Regions from separate parts of the Lactuca sativa genome. Here region 1 is linked to region 2. Evidence: chromatin contacts called from public Hi-C data. All regions are on one chromosome and are shown on one strand. The core of a region is the stretch at or near the end of the contact, and the rest is flanking DNA. Distances in the headings are between cores, read along the strand shown. Region 1 holds the start of LOC111895474. Region 2 holds the start of LOC111895467 (glyoxysomal fatty acid beta-oxidation multifunctional protein MFP-a).

Region 1 (6,268 bases), core at 2,673-5,172, 140 kb after region 2:
GGGCACATATACAAAAAAGATTCTTAACCGTTAGCGAACACCATATAGTTTTAGGCAAGGAAAAAGCCAACCGTAACACTGTTGTAATTAAATGATATTCTGGAATATAATGTAAATATTAGATGAAAATGGAGTTCGGGTGACCACAAAACATGGTTATGTTTGTGGTTTTATGAGGAGGACCACAACACAACTCATCCACAGCTTCAAAAGGAACAAATAGTCAAACCCACAACACGTGTGTAGATTCCCAACCTTATGTGTCCATGTTGGACATAATCACACACGTATCATTATTATTAGTCACTTCCTATTACTAAAATGTTGTGTGTTTGTTTCTATAAAATTAAAGTACCAAAGTTTGATCTACGTTATTTAATAAAGAAGCATTTTACTGTCTTCCCAATGCATGCAATAACTATAAAAGGTACGATCTTTTTAATCTCAAAATATTTTGCTATAATTAAGGATATGTGTTACGGTCATCATGTTGTTTGTGGGGACATGGGAGTTGATGTAACCTCGCGGCCCCGTTGGAAATAAAGACGTAAGTGAGCTGAGCTACTCGTGAGCGACTCGTTAAAAGTTCAACTAAAGATCATATTAAACGAGCCCCACCCGAGCTCGAGCCTAAATATGAGGCTCGTTTGTTAAACGAGTTCGAGCCGAAATACGAGGCTCGTTTATTAAAATAAAGAAATAATTGAGGAGTTAGAGATGTAGGGTATTAGTAAACGAATTTCTTAACGAGCTTGAACTGAACCTAAGCTTATTTAGGCTCATCATACAAAATCGAGCCGATCTCAAGCCTGAGCCGAGCATATATAATTCTTCACGAACTCGAGCTGAGCGCGGTGCAATAAAGCTCAAATCGAGCCGAGCTCAAGCTCAAGCCCATCTTAACTTAAACGAGCCCGAGCTGAACCTGGCCAAGCTCGGGCTCGGCTCGACTCATTTACATCCTTAGTTGGAAACATGTCGCCAAGGATGGCTCCGTGATCTGGATACGACAACGGCCTCGATGGCCTCCTCTTTTCCCTTCAAAATCGACCGTTGGCACCGGTCATTTACTTTACACTGTTTTATTATTTTTACCTCTTATAACTATACATTTAACTTTCAACATTTTTACAAAAACATTCTATATGTCTCTCTTATTTTCTCCTATAACCGGCCACACATCCAGTTGTAACAAAACTCAGCTTAGCGGTTCAAACATACTATCCAAAAATATTTTTCCGTCTCAAGTCTCATCACAACCATGCTACCTGCAATTTGATATCATCTTGAAACTGACATTTTTTAGGTGGAACAAACCATTGCCTTCCTACAAAGCCTTCATGTTATGTGATGCAAATTTCACAAAACCAACTCCATGCATCTTAAACCTCAAAATTTGTTGCCACCAACGATGATGACATGTAGTACTGCCAATAATGACACGCAGGTACCTAATATTTACCTAAAACCCAACCTGAACAATCCTAACCACAAAAGAGCTCTAAAAATCGCAATTTTTGCTTGTACGTACGGGTCCTGCTCGCCTAAAACATGGACTAGAGATGAACATTTGACATGGTGGAACTGGACCAGATCGGAAGATCGAAAAAACAAGATCGAATGTATTCAATGTAGTTCTTTGTTCTCCATTTCTCATTAAATATGTTCACGGTTCTTTGGTTCTCCTTAAAGAGCACACTTACTTGTAGAATCGAACATTAACCCGAACCAATATATTCGGTTCGGTTCACGGTTCAACATCTCCCACTAACTCAGTTCCCGGTTCTTTGATTCTTGGTCCGGTTTGGGTTTGGGCCGATGCTCATCCCTAACATGGACTATGGTCGGGGACATCTTTTTCACAATTTTTGATTACTAAAGCTCTAAAATTGGTAAGTGCGTGGGAGAAATCTCGAAGGAAGGCGCAACTGGTAATACACAAACTTGTAGCTTATAAGTTATCTTTTAAAAGATTAAGAGATACTAATACTAGCGTTTCAACAAGTTTATTGAGTTTCCTTTTCCAAAAAATATAAAATTTAATAATTATAAAAAAAGAAAATCAAACTTTCTACATGTAATTTTACGTATTCCAACTAGCTTATTAGCTAGGTTTATCAAACGTCATTGAAAAGGGTTAGTGTGAGCTTATCCATGCGGTTATGCACTCATCGAATATAAATCCATTTTTTGAAAGATCCTGTCTTTTGTGGTTTGGTGGGTCTCCGAGATCCTTTCGATGACCTATGTTGTGTTGAAAGATCCTGGCATAGAGCTCGCGGTAACAGTGGAACCGGGGAAAGTATACATAAAAGATAGTTCTTTTCTATTATATATTATATTAGTCTTTATTTAACTCATATTAGATTAGTCTAAGTTAGTAATCTATGCTTAGTGAGTCATTTCTTCCGTGATGAACTGTTGGCGCCAGTCCTATATTTTGTCTTTGTGGATAGAGAGGAGAAAGGGGTGTGGGAAGAGGATTGTATTATGAGAGAAGCAAAGAGGTTAAACCTCTTATTTGTTAGGCCCCGTTTGATACACATCTTTCTAGGCCCAATCAAATCTTTCTGGCTGAATGGACCGGAAAGACTGTTTGATTTGTACAAGAAAATGGGTCTTTCCCGGTAAGATATGTCTTTCCCAGAAAGCCCCAAAATCATATCTTTCTGGATGAATGGGCTGGAAAAACAATTATGCACCAAACCCTGACTCTTTCTTTCTTTCTTGGATAATTAATTTTTTTAAATAACTTTTTTTTTAAATTTATTTTTTATTGAATTATTACTTTTTTCATCATTTAGCACAGTCAATCAGATGTACAATCAAACAGAATGATTTTTTTCACAGTCAGAAAACTTTTCCAGACATCACTTTTTAAGACATAAATTATCAAACCAGAGTTTTTTAGAGTAACTTTTCAACTAGTTTGTAGTTGAAAATTTATAAGAACAACCAAATCATTGAAAAAACTTCTCCAATCATATTTTTAAATTTCAAAGATGGTGGTTTAAATAAAATATATTTTAAAAACTCTAAAAAAAACTAATATTGTGGATACTGTGACCTTTTCCTATTTGTTTCGCAATAAATCTTATTAGAGCCTTGATATGGCATCAAAAATATATTAAATCAAACATGCAAGCTCCTAAATCCTCTATTTTAATTATTCTTCAGCATTCCTATCTCTTAAATGTTTGCCATTTTTATATAACAACTAAACTTGTGAGTTAAAACCCATTTAAGACGTATTTATAAACAATCAATACGTTTCAAACTAAAAAGAAACTCATGTATGATACATAACATGATATTTTTGCATTACAAGAAAAAGAAATCCAAACACAAAACTGATATATTTGTTTCATTCACATGACGTATATAAATGAATAAAAGATTCTTAGGACTTACGTTGGTTGGTATTTTAAGATTCAGACGAAGTTCAAATCAACAATAATAATGTGACCTTGCATGATTCTTTTTGCTAACAGTTATACGATGAGACTACATCTTATGATATTTTTTGGGCTGAAATGATATAGTCCCACAGTTGTTTTTGAGGTGGTATTTTGGACGCTAATAAAACACCCAAGTTTAAGTCCAAAAATTGTAATCTTACGCTTCTAGGATAAGCTTTTTTGCTAATTTTTTCTATACCTACACGCATGACTAATCTTTAAATACCTGGTTTAAGCTTCACATTATACTAATTTATACTAAGGTAATTCCTAGTTTAGTTTCATACTATAGCCCTTAAATTTGTGGGGTTCGGAAGAAATAAATGAAAGAAAAGATTAAATAGAAGAGATAGGAGATAGGATAGGGGAAGGTTATTTAATTTAATAATAATATGAAAGGAAGAAACGGACTTGTTTTTGGGACACCGAGTATTTTGTTTGCAGGTTTAAGAGATTCTTTTTCAGATTATTATAAATTACAAATCTCCTCCTTCACTCCATCACTCCACCACCCACACCCACACCCACTGCACACATTATTTGTCCTCTCTATCTCTCTCTACTCTGTAGGGTTTCACTCTCTATCTTTTAATAATCCAACTTACTCAGTCATACACGTGCCTCTGGGGACTCTCCCTTACCTTCATTTACACTACCCTTTGACCTCTCTCTCTCTCTCTCTCTCCAACAACATCAAGAAAGATATAGCAGCTTAGATTTTTCATGGAAGGCTTACCGGAAGACGCCGGAGATGGCAGCATGCTCTGCACCGAGCATCCATTCAAGAACAACACACCGGCAGGGGGTATATGCGCCTTTTGTCTTCAAGAAAAGCTCGGGAAGTTGGTGTCTTCTTCTTTTCCGATAGCCGTTTTTCCTTCGTCTTCGTCTTCTTCTCCGTCGTTCAGATCTGACATTGGTGGTGGTGGCGGGAGCGCCACCACCGTCGTCCCACCACGGTTGACAAACCAGACTTCCTTATTGGTTTCAAATACTCAAATCACCCCGAGTAACACCACGAATGAGTGTCACTATCATCAGTATTATTCTAATCGATCAAGGATACTTTATTTGCTTAGTCAAAAGAAGAAGAAAAAGAAAGATCTTAACATTATTGTCGACGGCGGCGGCGGACATGGCCACGATCGGAACAAAAATCTTATGTTTAAGAGAAGCAAGTCGACGGCCACGCCTAGGCGTGGCGGGGGGATGCATTTCATGGATGCAGATAATGTCGACGGTTTTAACAGCCCTCATAAACGTGGGTTTTGGTCGTTTTTGTACTTGCAGAAACACTCTCATTCTTCTTCATCAACCAGGAAAAATATCAGAGACATTTCTTCGAACAGTATGGGTGCGTCGGCATCGGCGGTTGGTTCTTTCCCTCAAGTCCAAAGATCTCGTCAAGATAAAGATACAATAGTGGTGGAAGAGAATGAGAGTCCTTGTCACGCTTCGTTTGACCGAAAGGTGTCCAGATCCAGATCCGTCGGGTGCGGCAGCAGGAGCTTTTCCGGCGACTTCTTCGAGCGGATCTCGACGGGATTCGGCGACTGCACGCTCCGCCGCGTGGAGTCGCAACGCGAAGGCAAGTCGAAAGTCTCCGGCATGCGCGGCAACGGGGGCCAAGATTGCATCAAGGAAAGAGTCAGGTGCGGTGGTTTATTTAGTGGGTTTATGATTACTTCATCATCATCTTCTTCTTCCTCATCCTCTTACTGGGTGGCTTCAAACCCAAATGAAGGCACCACCGCTGGTAATGTCAATGCAGCCGGAAAAATGACTTCAACAGGCGGAGCCGGAGCCGGAGCAGGGCAGAACCAACAGCATTCTCATGGCCGGAGCAAGAGCTGGGGATGGGCGTTGGCAAGCCCGATGAGAGCATTCAGTAAGCCATCTTCAACCAAAAGAGAAGCTTCAAACAAGAATCAAACTCCAAATTTGGCTGCAATTCCTTCCTTGTTGTCAGTGAGAAGCTAAAGATTTGATCAAGTTTCAACTTCAACTTCATTTTCTCATTTAAATTAATTTTTATTGGTTTTTTTCCTATTAAACATGAGATAGGAAAAAGATCAAGAAAAATAAGGTAAATGGGAAATGAAAATAATAAGATGTAGGTGAAATTACCATTAATTATAATATAATACCCTTTTTATTGAGTAAGTATACATTTTATTTAGTGAGTATTGGTAAATTTGTTCTTTTTGGTTTTCATGCCAATGTTTGTTAATGGATTGGTGTTGATTTTGTATTTTTGTTATTATAATATGATCATGATTGTTTTGTATGACATTAATTATAATGTGGTAGAACTGAGGAATCCATAGGGACTGAATTATATGTTGATCATCTTCCTTATCAAGTATGCTGGATTATTTTTCAGATTGTTATCTTACAAAAGAAGAATAAAAAATGTAAACTTTTGGTGTATGTAACAACCAGACAATCGCATCATTGGATACCTATCTCAAATTAAACATTAATTTTACAATTAATGATCATAAATTTGGATATCCATCTCAAATTATAATTTTATATTCTCATTATTTTTACAAAATAACATATATTATAGAAAAACAATTTTGTATTATGTTTAAGAGAGTATTCACAACTTTTACTAAATTTTAAAAAAGGTTTCGTTGTTTTATGGGAAAATGACTCTTAAAAGTAATTAACTTTTGCGTTTGTATTCATTTGGTTTTTTTTTTTATTATTCAATATACCATTGAACTTGTTGTTTGTGTTCACCATAACCTTTTTGACCGACTTTTGACCTGTGATGAGCGTTTCAGAGAGGTAACTTTGTTAAA
Region 2 (6,914 bases), core at 1,477-3,976:
TAAAATGTATAAAAAATAAAATTAGTGACTAAATATATACAAAATAAAAAGATTAATGTGCACAATAAAACTTATAATAATGAGTCATAAGACAGTTAAATTCAATGATAAAAAATATACAAAATAAAATAAAATTTATATACATACCAAATTACCATACATTTACAATTAATTAACCATAATAAAAATATAACAGGTAAAGAATAACCTAATCATAAAGTATTTTGAGAACAATAAAAATACAAGAGTGTTTGTAACATATAATTTTCTTATTTCTTCATACACTCATTTATATGATTTTTTTTTTAATGTTTTTAGGTGTTTTTTAGCTAATAAACATTTCTTATTTGTACTTTTATTGTTTTTTTCTTATCATTTTATTATTATTAATACTATTATTATTCTTATTGTTCTTATTAGTTTTTACTAATTATATATATTTTTTAATTATTCATAGTTACAAAAAAGTATATATATATATATATATATATATATATATATATATATATATATATATATATATATATATATATATATATATATATATATATATTGTATTTTTTATTTTAGGAATTATTATGTATCTTCGTGTGTTTGTAAATGTTGATTTACAAGAAAGACATTAAGTGTATACCTTTTTGTCATTATGACGTATCAACATATAACTATATTATATTTGATAAGTCTTGTTAGTAGTCGACTAAATACATACAATCCATCAAATAGATCATACACTAATTATAATATAAACATTGCTAATATACCATATAATTTATAAAAAAAATTATATTTTATTTACTATTATTTGTTTTTATTTTAAATAATTTTTATTTTTATTATTTAATTATAACAATACACCTTAACAAATACCAAATAGACAACAAAAAAACAAAAACAATAAAAAAGGCCGAAAAAAACAACAAGATGACTAAAGATGAAAATAAAAATAAATAAAAAGCTATCATATGTATTTAAAAAAAAACCTATCATAGGGTGCATTATATTTTGAGATGAGAAGACAGACATTAAATGATATATTAATCATAAGACAAAAATGCAAAAATGCTCCATGTGGTATGCATTTTTTTGGGGTTTTAGTCAAAACCACGATTTTTTTGGATTGTTGGTCATTTTGAGGTAGTTTCTTTGCGTTTTTTGTCCCTCAGTAAACTAAAAAGACTATTATGCCCTTATGATATATATTTTTATGCTTTTTCTATTTAATTTAAATGAAAAATAAAATAAGTAACAAATTTAGGGCCCACATTTCTCTTTTTCTCTTACTCTCTCTCTCCCTCTCTCTCTACAAAACAAAAATCCTGATGTAAAACCCTACACCTCTCTTTATCCCATCACCAACAAAAGAAAAACGACGACAATTGGTGCTCATGACCTTCCACCATGTCTTCCCGACACAGATCCATCGACGGCGAACAGATAACCCACTTCTTCTCTTTTCTTCGTTATATTTTCTCTTTTTTTTTCCTGTCGAGACTTAGCTGTCGTCCTCAACCCCCCAAACCCACTGTATTCTTCATTCGTCAGAGTAATGGAATCCAAGGTTTTTAATGCACGATCCATTAACTTCCTTTGTTTCATCTCTTGTAAATTGATCTTTATGTTATTATTACATATGTAGAGGCGAGTTTAATCAACAAGAAAGCCTTCCATCTCTATCACCCTTATTAAGGAAGAATGAACCGGGTATCAGATGATATTATTCTTTCCGATAAACAGTGTGGTTTAGGGATTTTTATGATCTGGGTTTCTTCCCAATTTGTCCACATTTCTTTTCAGGTAAGTTACTAATTGTGTCTTAGTTGAAATCAGAGAGATGAGAGAGCTAGAATAGAATCGAGAGGGAGAAAGAGAGTATGAACGAAGGAGAAAGAGAGAGACCTCTAGAGAAAGAAGAGCACACAGCCATCGTTGTGCCTGCCAATCTGCCATGGCCTGCAATAGCGCCAATGGCGGCAGTGGAAAAGACGGTGGTGGCACAGGGTTGGGCGACAATTGGAGGTCCTTCAGTGGTCTGGAAAAAGTCGATTTTTCTTGGAGAAAATCGTGAGAACGATCTTTGGTGGTCCAACAACAGTCACATTTTCCTTTCTGATTTTGGGTTGAAGGTACTGTGAATGGAAGAAATAAAAATAGAGAGAGAGAGAGAGAGAGAGAGAGAGAGAGAGAGAGAGAGAGAGAGAGAGAGAGAGAGAGAGAGAGAGAGAGAGAGAGAGAGAGAGAGGATGTGGGCTCTTCTTTTATTTTTTAATTTTTAAAATAAATAAACGGGTAATAGATTTACAAAGAAATGGAAAATAAATACCCCAAAGGTATTATAGTCATTTCACTATTCAGAGGGACCAAAAGTGCAACTAAACTAGCTCAAAAGGACCATGAAACCAAAAAAATCAAGGTTTGAACTAAAACCCAAAAAAATGCATACCACAAGACCATTTTTGCAATTTTGTCATAATAATAAATAAAAAGGAATTAAAAAAAAAAACAAAATATGAAAAGAAAAAACAAAAGACAAAAAAATCAAGAAAATAGAATTAGAAAAGAAGAAGATACTTACAGCGTTAGCCTTTACTTTAATCCAAACTGAAGTTGAAAATAAATCAGGGTTGGACTCTAAAATAGAGAAAACAAAATATAGTTTGAGATGTTCTAATCATAGGGAAAGACATATTTACTCCGATGCATCAATGTCAAAATGGGCAGGCGCGTAGGTTATGATGCTCATGTCTGCACAAAAAGTACCGTCCAAGCGACCCACATGTCACTGTTTATTCGCTTCAATACGGCGTCGCTTATCAGTTATCACCCCCCTCCCCCTTCAGGCCCCTACTACTAGTAATAAAAACCCATCTAAATCCTCTTCCGAATTCTGTAGAAATATTTTCTTTCTTTCTTCTACTACACAACACAGGATGGGAGGAACATCAACGATTTCAGTTGGGTCCGATGGGGTGGCTATCATCACCATCATCAACCCACCTGTTAATTCACTTTCTCTTGATGGTAATCTCTCTCTCTTAATTCTTAATTCCACGTTTCGTGTTTTTTCTTCCAAGTGAATTTTCAGTTTCGTATTGTAATTTTCACATACGATTACCTGTGATCTTAATTTTAGTTTGTTTGATCTACAACTTTTCCCCGTCCCCCCTTTCTGCTACTTGGATGTATGTGAGTAACTTAAATTAGCTATTTAATGATATCCCCTATGTTGCAAACATGCATACGATTTTATTTTGGATCAAGTTTTTTGAAGTTTATACTCCTTTTTTAACTACTCTTGAAGACTATTTTTTTTTTAATAAACAGCAAAGATGGTGATTGATCTGCAATGAACCTGTGCTAATTTTGCGTTCAGAAGTAGTAAGCTTGATATAGATGACAATATAATCCTCTCCATATCTGTTTGTTCCTTTTTGGGTGTTATTATCGTCATCAGGGTTGAATTAGGGCAAAATCTGAAAATTTCTTTAATCATTATCCGAAAGACTTGGGAAGTTATGATTATGCTTTTAGATTGCAATTTGCTTGACACCTTTTTAGATTAAATATGAAGGCTAATATAAATTAGCATATGATAATTTGGGGAAACTAGATGGGTGATTTGTTGAGCCATGTGAACAGTGTGATGGCTTGTGATTGTGTGATTTCTGTACTTTCTTTGGTATCTTATTATTAGCTAATTATATTAAAATTCTCCCATCTCTTTATTTCAGTACTTAATAGCTTAAAAGACTCTTTTGACCAAGCCTTACGAAGAGACGATGTGAAGGCAATTGTTGTAACAGGCAAGTTTTTTTACAAAGTCTTATGTATAATTGATTCTTTTTAAGCATTACATAAAAGTTTAACACTTTACATGATCTGAAACAGGCGCAAAAGGCAAATTTTCTGGTGGTTTTGACATTAGTGCTTTTGGTGGAGTTCATGAAGGAAAGGGTATGCATAGTGTATGAAGTACATTCTATCTTTTTTTTTTTAAGTCATAATTTTGTTAAAATTTCTTAATTTTTCATTTTGGTTTGTTGTTTATAGCTATGACAACAGGAGCAGCATCAAAACCTGGTTATGTATCAATCGATATTCTGTCTGATACCCTTGAAGGTATGTCCATTTACCATGGTACCCCTCATAAATGTATTATATATTTTTTATTTTTTTTCAAATGTTGGTGTTGGTTTCAGCTGCAAGAAAACCATCTGTTGCTGCTATTGATGGGCTTGCTTTAGGTGGAGGATTGGAGGTTGCTATGGTATGTTTTATTATCATTATTTTTATTATTATTGCTGTTTTTAGTTTTTCTTAATGTTTTTTATAAAGTTTTCTTGATTTTTATTTTCAGGCTTGCCATGCTAGAATTGCTACTTCTACTGCTCAGTTAGGCTTGCCTGAACTCCAGCTTGGTGTTATTCCTGGATTTGGAGGTATAATTACGACATTTTGTAAATTTTTCGCTAAATTTCAAACTAATTTTGTTAAAAGTTTTGTTGAAATTTACCTTCTACTTAATTATCATTAGTGTAGGGTTTTTTTTATAACTTTTTATTGACTTATGATTTTGATTTTATTTCAGGAACTCAACGGCTTCCAAGACTTGTTGGTCTTGCAAAGGCCCTTGAAATGATGTTGGTATGTTCTTATTTCTTCCAATCCACCAAATTCTGCTTCTTTTACTCTCTGCATCCATAAAAATTGCAACTTTTTATATTTTAGGGTCAAATGTTGCATTTTTAATGAAAAGGAGCAAGATTTCTTGAATTCTTTTTAGTACTTTTCAGTTCTTGATAATCTCTCTTTCTCTCTCTAGACATCAAAACCAGTGAGGGGAGAAGAAGCTCATAGTTTGGGGTTAGTGGATGAAATTGTATCAGGAGATCAATTACTTGAAACAGCACGTAAATGGGCATTAGACATATTGGAAAGAAGAAAACCATGGATTGCAAGTCTTTATAAAACTGATAAATTAGAGCCACTTGGTGAAGCAAAAGAAATACTAAACTTTGCTAGAGCTCAAGCTCGTAGACAAGCCCCAAATTTACAACATCCACAAGTTTGCATTGATGTTATTGAAGAAGGCATAGTCTCGGGCCCACGTGCAGGCCTAAAAAAGGTTTGCACTTTGCATTTGGTCTAATATATAAGTTTGTTTCTCAGTTTTTAATTTGACTTTTTTGTATTGAAATTTGCAGGAGTATGAAGAATTTCAGATTCTTTTACAATCGGATACTTGCAAAAGCTTGGTTCATGTCTTCTTTTCTCAACGTGGAACTATGAAGGTAGCGTTTTCTTTTTTGTATGTGAAAGATAATTTAAGGTGGTTAATTACCAATTATACCCTTGTTTCTCTGTATTAATAATAATAGGTACCAGGGGTGACAGATCGTGGTCTGAAGCCAAGACAGATAAAGAAGGTTGCTATTCTTGGAGGAGGTTTAATGGGTTCAGGGATAGCAACAGCTTTACTTCTAAGTGGATATCAAGTTATCCTGAAAGAAGTCAATCAAAAGTTCTTGGAGGGTGGATTAGGCAGAGTCAAAGGTATGAATCTAATAAAGTCAACACTCTGATATACAAGTTTTTAACAAATATCTTTTATGTGCACACAGGCAATTTGTCAAGCAGTGTAAGAAAAGGTAAGTTGAGTCAAGAAAAGATGGAGAAAATTCTGTCTTCTCTCAAGGGCGTTCTTGATTATGAAAGCTTTAAGGATGTGGACATGGTGATAGAGGTATTAATTTTAACCATTTAGTATTTTATTTTTATGATGTATAAAGGTGACATGTGTTTTGTTGTTGAATAACCAAACAGGCTGTTATTGAGAATGTGTCTTTGAAGCAACAAATATTTATGGATTTGGAGAAGTATTGCTCTCCACATTGCATACTTGCAAGTAACACCTCTACAATTGACTTGAATCTGATTGGTGAGAAGACAAAGTCTCATGATAGGATAATTGGGGCACATTTTTTCAGGTATATGCATTGATTGTTTACTTTTAGTTGTCATATAATTTTTTAATTAATTAAATTAAATTTGTGTAATGCAGCCCTGCTCACGTGATGCCACTTTTGGAAATTGTTCGTACAGCAAACACATCTGCTCAGGTGGTTGTGGATTTGTTAGATGTTGGAAAAAAGATAAGAAAAACTCCAGTTGTGGTTGGTAATTGCACGGGTTTTGCTGTGAATCGTATGTTTTTCCCATATACCCAAGCTGCCCTTTTGCTTGTGGAACGTGGGGCCGACCTCTACAGGGTAGATAAGGCAATTACTAAATTCGGAATGCCAATGGGCCCTTTCAGGTTCAACATATAATTCCAAATCCAAAACAATACTCTGTTTATTTTTTAAAAGAAAATCATTTTATTGAATTTGCTTCTTCATGTGTAAATATTTGGATGCAGATTGTGTGATCTTGTTGGATTTGGTGTTGCAGTTGCAACTGGGTCACAGTTTGTTTTTAATTTCCCTGAAAGAACGTATAAGTCGATGCTGATTCCCCTAATGCAAGAGGATAAAAGAGCCGGTATGTATGTATGTATGTATGTATTATTATTATTATTATTTTTATCGATCAAGATTCAAGAATTTTGGGATTTTTTTTTTTTTTTATTGTTGTTGTGTAGGTGAAACGACTCGCAAAGGTTTCTATGTGTATAATGATAAGAGGAAAGCAAGTCCGGATCCTGAAATTAAGAAATATATTGACAAGGCAAGGGAAATGACAGGTGTCTCCATTGATCCAAAGGTAATTCATTCTATTTCTCTCTCCCTTCACATATAATATAAAAAAAATTCAATCTATCTCTTTTATGTTGGATTAAAGGGTTTAAGAAAAATGATTTCAGCTTGAGAAAATATCAGAGAAGGACATAATAGAGATGATATTCTTCCCTGTTG

Evidence for each region. A called contact is a pair of places that touch in the nucleus more often than the background predicts.
Region 1: a contact with region 2 is called in a Hi-C map of seed, with 4 times the contacts expected there. The contact joins the promoter of LOC111895474 here to the promoter of LOC111895467 in region 2. A contact is called at or near these places in 2 of 4 Hi-C or Micro-C datasets (leaf and seed).

What each region holds. Positions count from the first base shown.
Region 1 is chr6:168,871,519-168,877,786 of Lsat_Salinas_v11, forward strand. It overlaps LOC111895474, which reads left to right and starts at 3,923. Exons shown (of 1, transcript XM_023891557.3): 1 at 3,923-5,748. The coding sequence starts at 4,182. The coding sequence ends at 5,438.
Region 2 is chr6:168,729,530-168,736,443 of Lsat_Salinas_v11, forward strand. It overlaps LOC111895467 (glyoxysomal fatty acid beta-oxidation multifunctional protein MFP-a), which reads left to right and starts at 2,727. Exons shown (of 18, transcript XM_023891544.3): 1 at 2,727-3,021; 2 at 3,732-3,803; 3 at 3,889-3,954; 4 at 4,051-4,119; 5 at 4,200-4,267; 6 at 4,358-4,439; 7 at 4,589-4,644; 8 at 4,823-5,125; 9 at 5,205-5,291; 10 at 5,379-5,553; 11 at 5,622-5,743; 12 at 5,824-5,987; 13 at 6,062-6,316; 14 at 6,419-6,540; 2 more. The coding sequence starts at 2,733.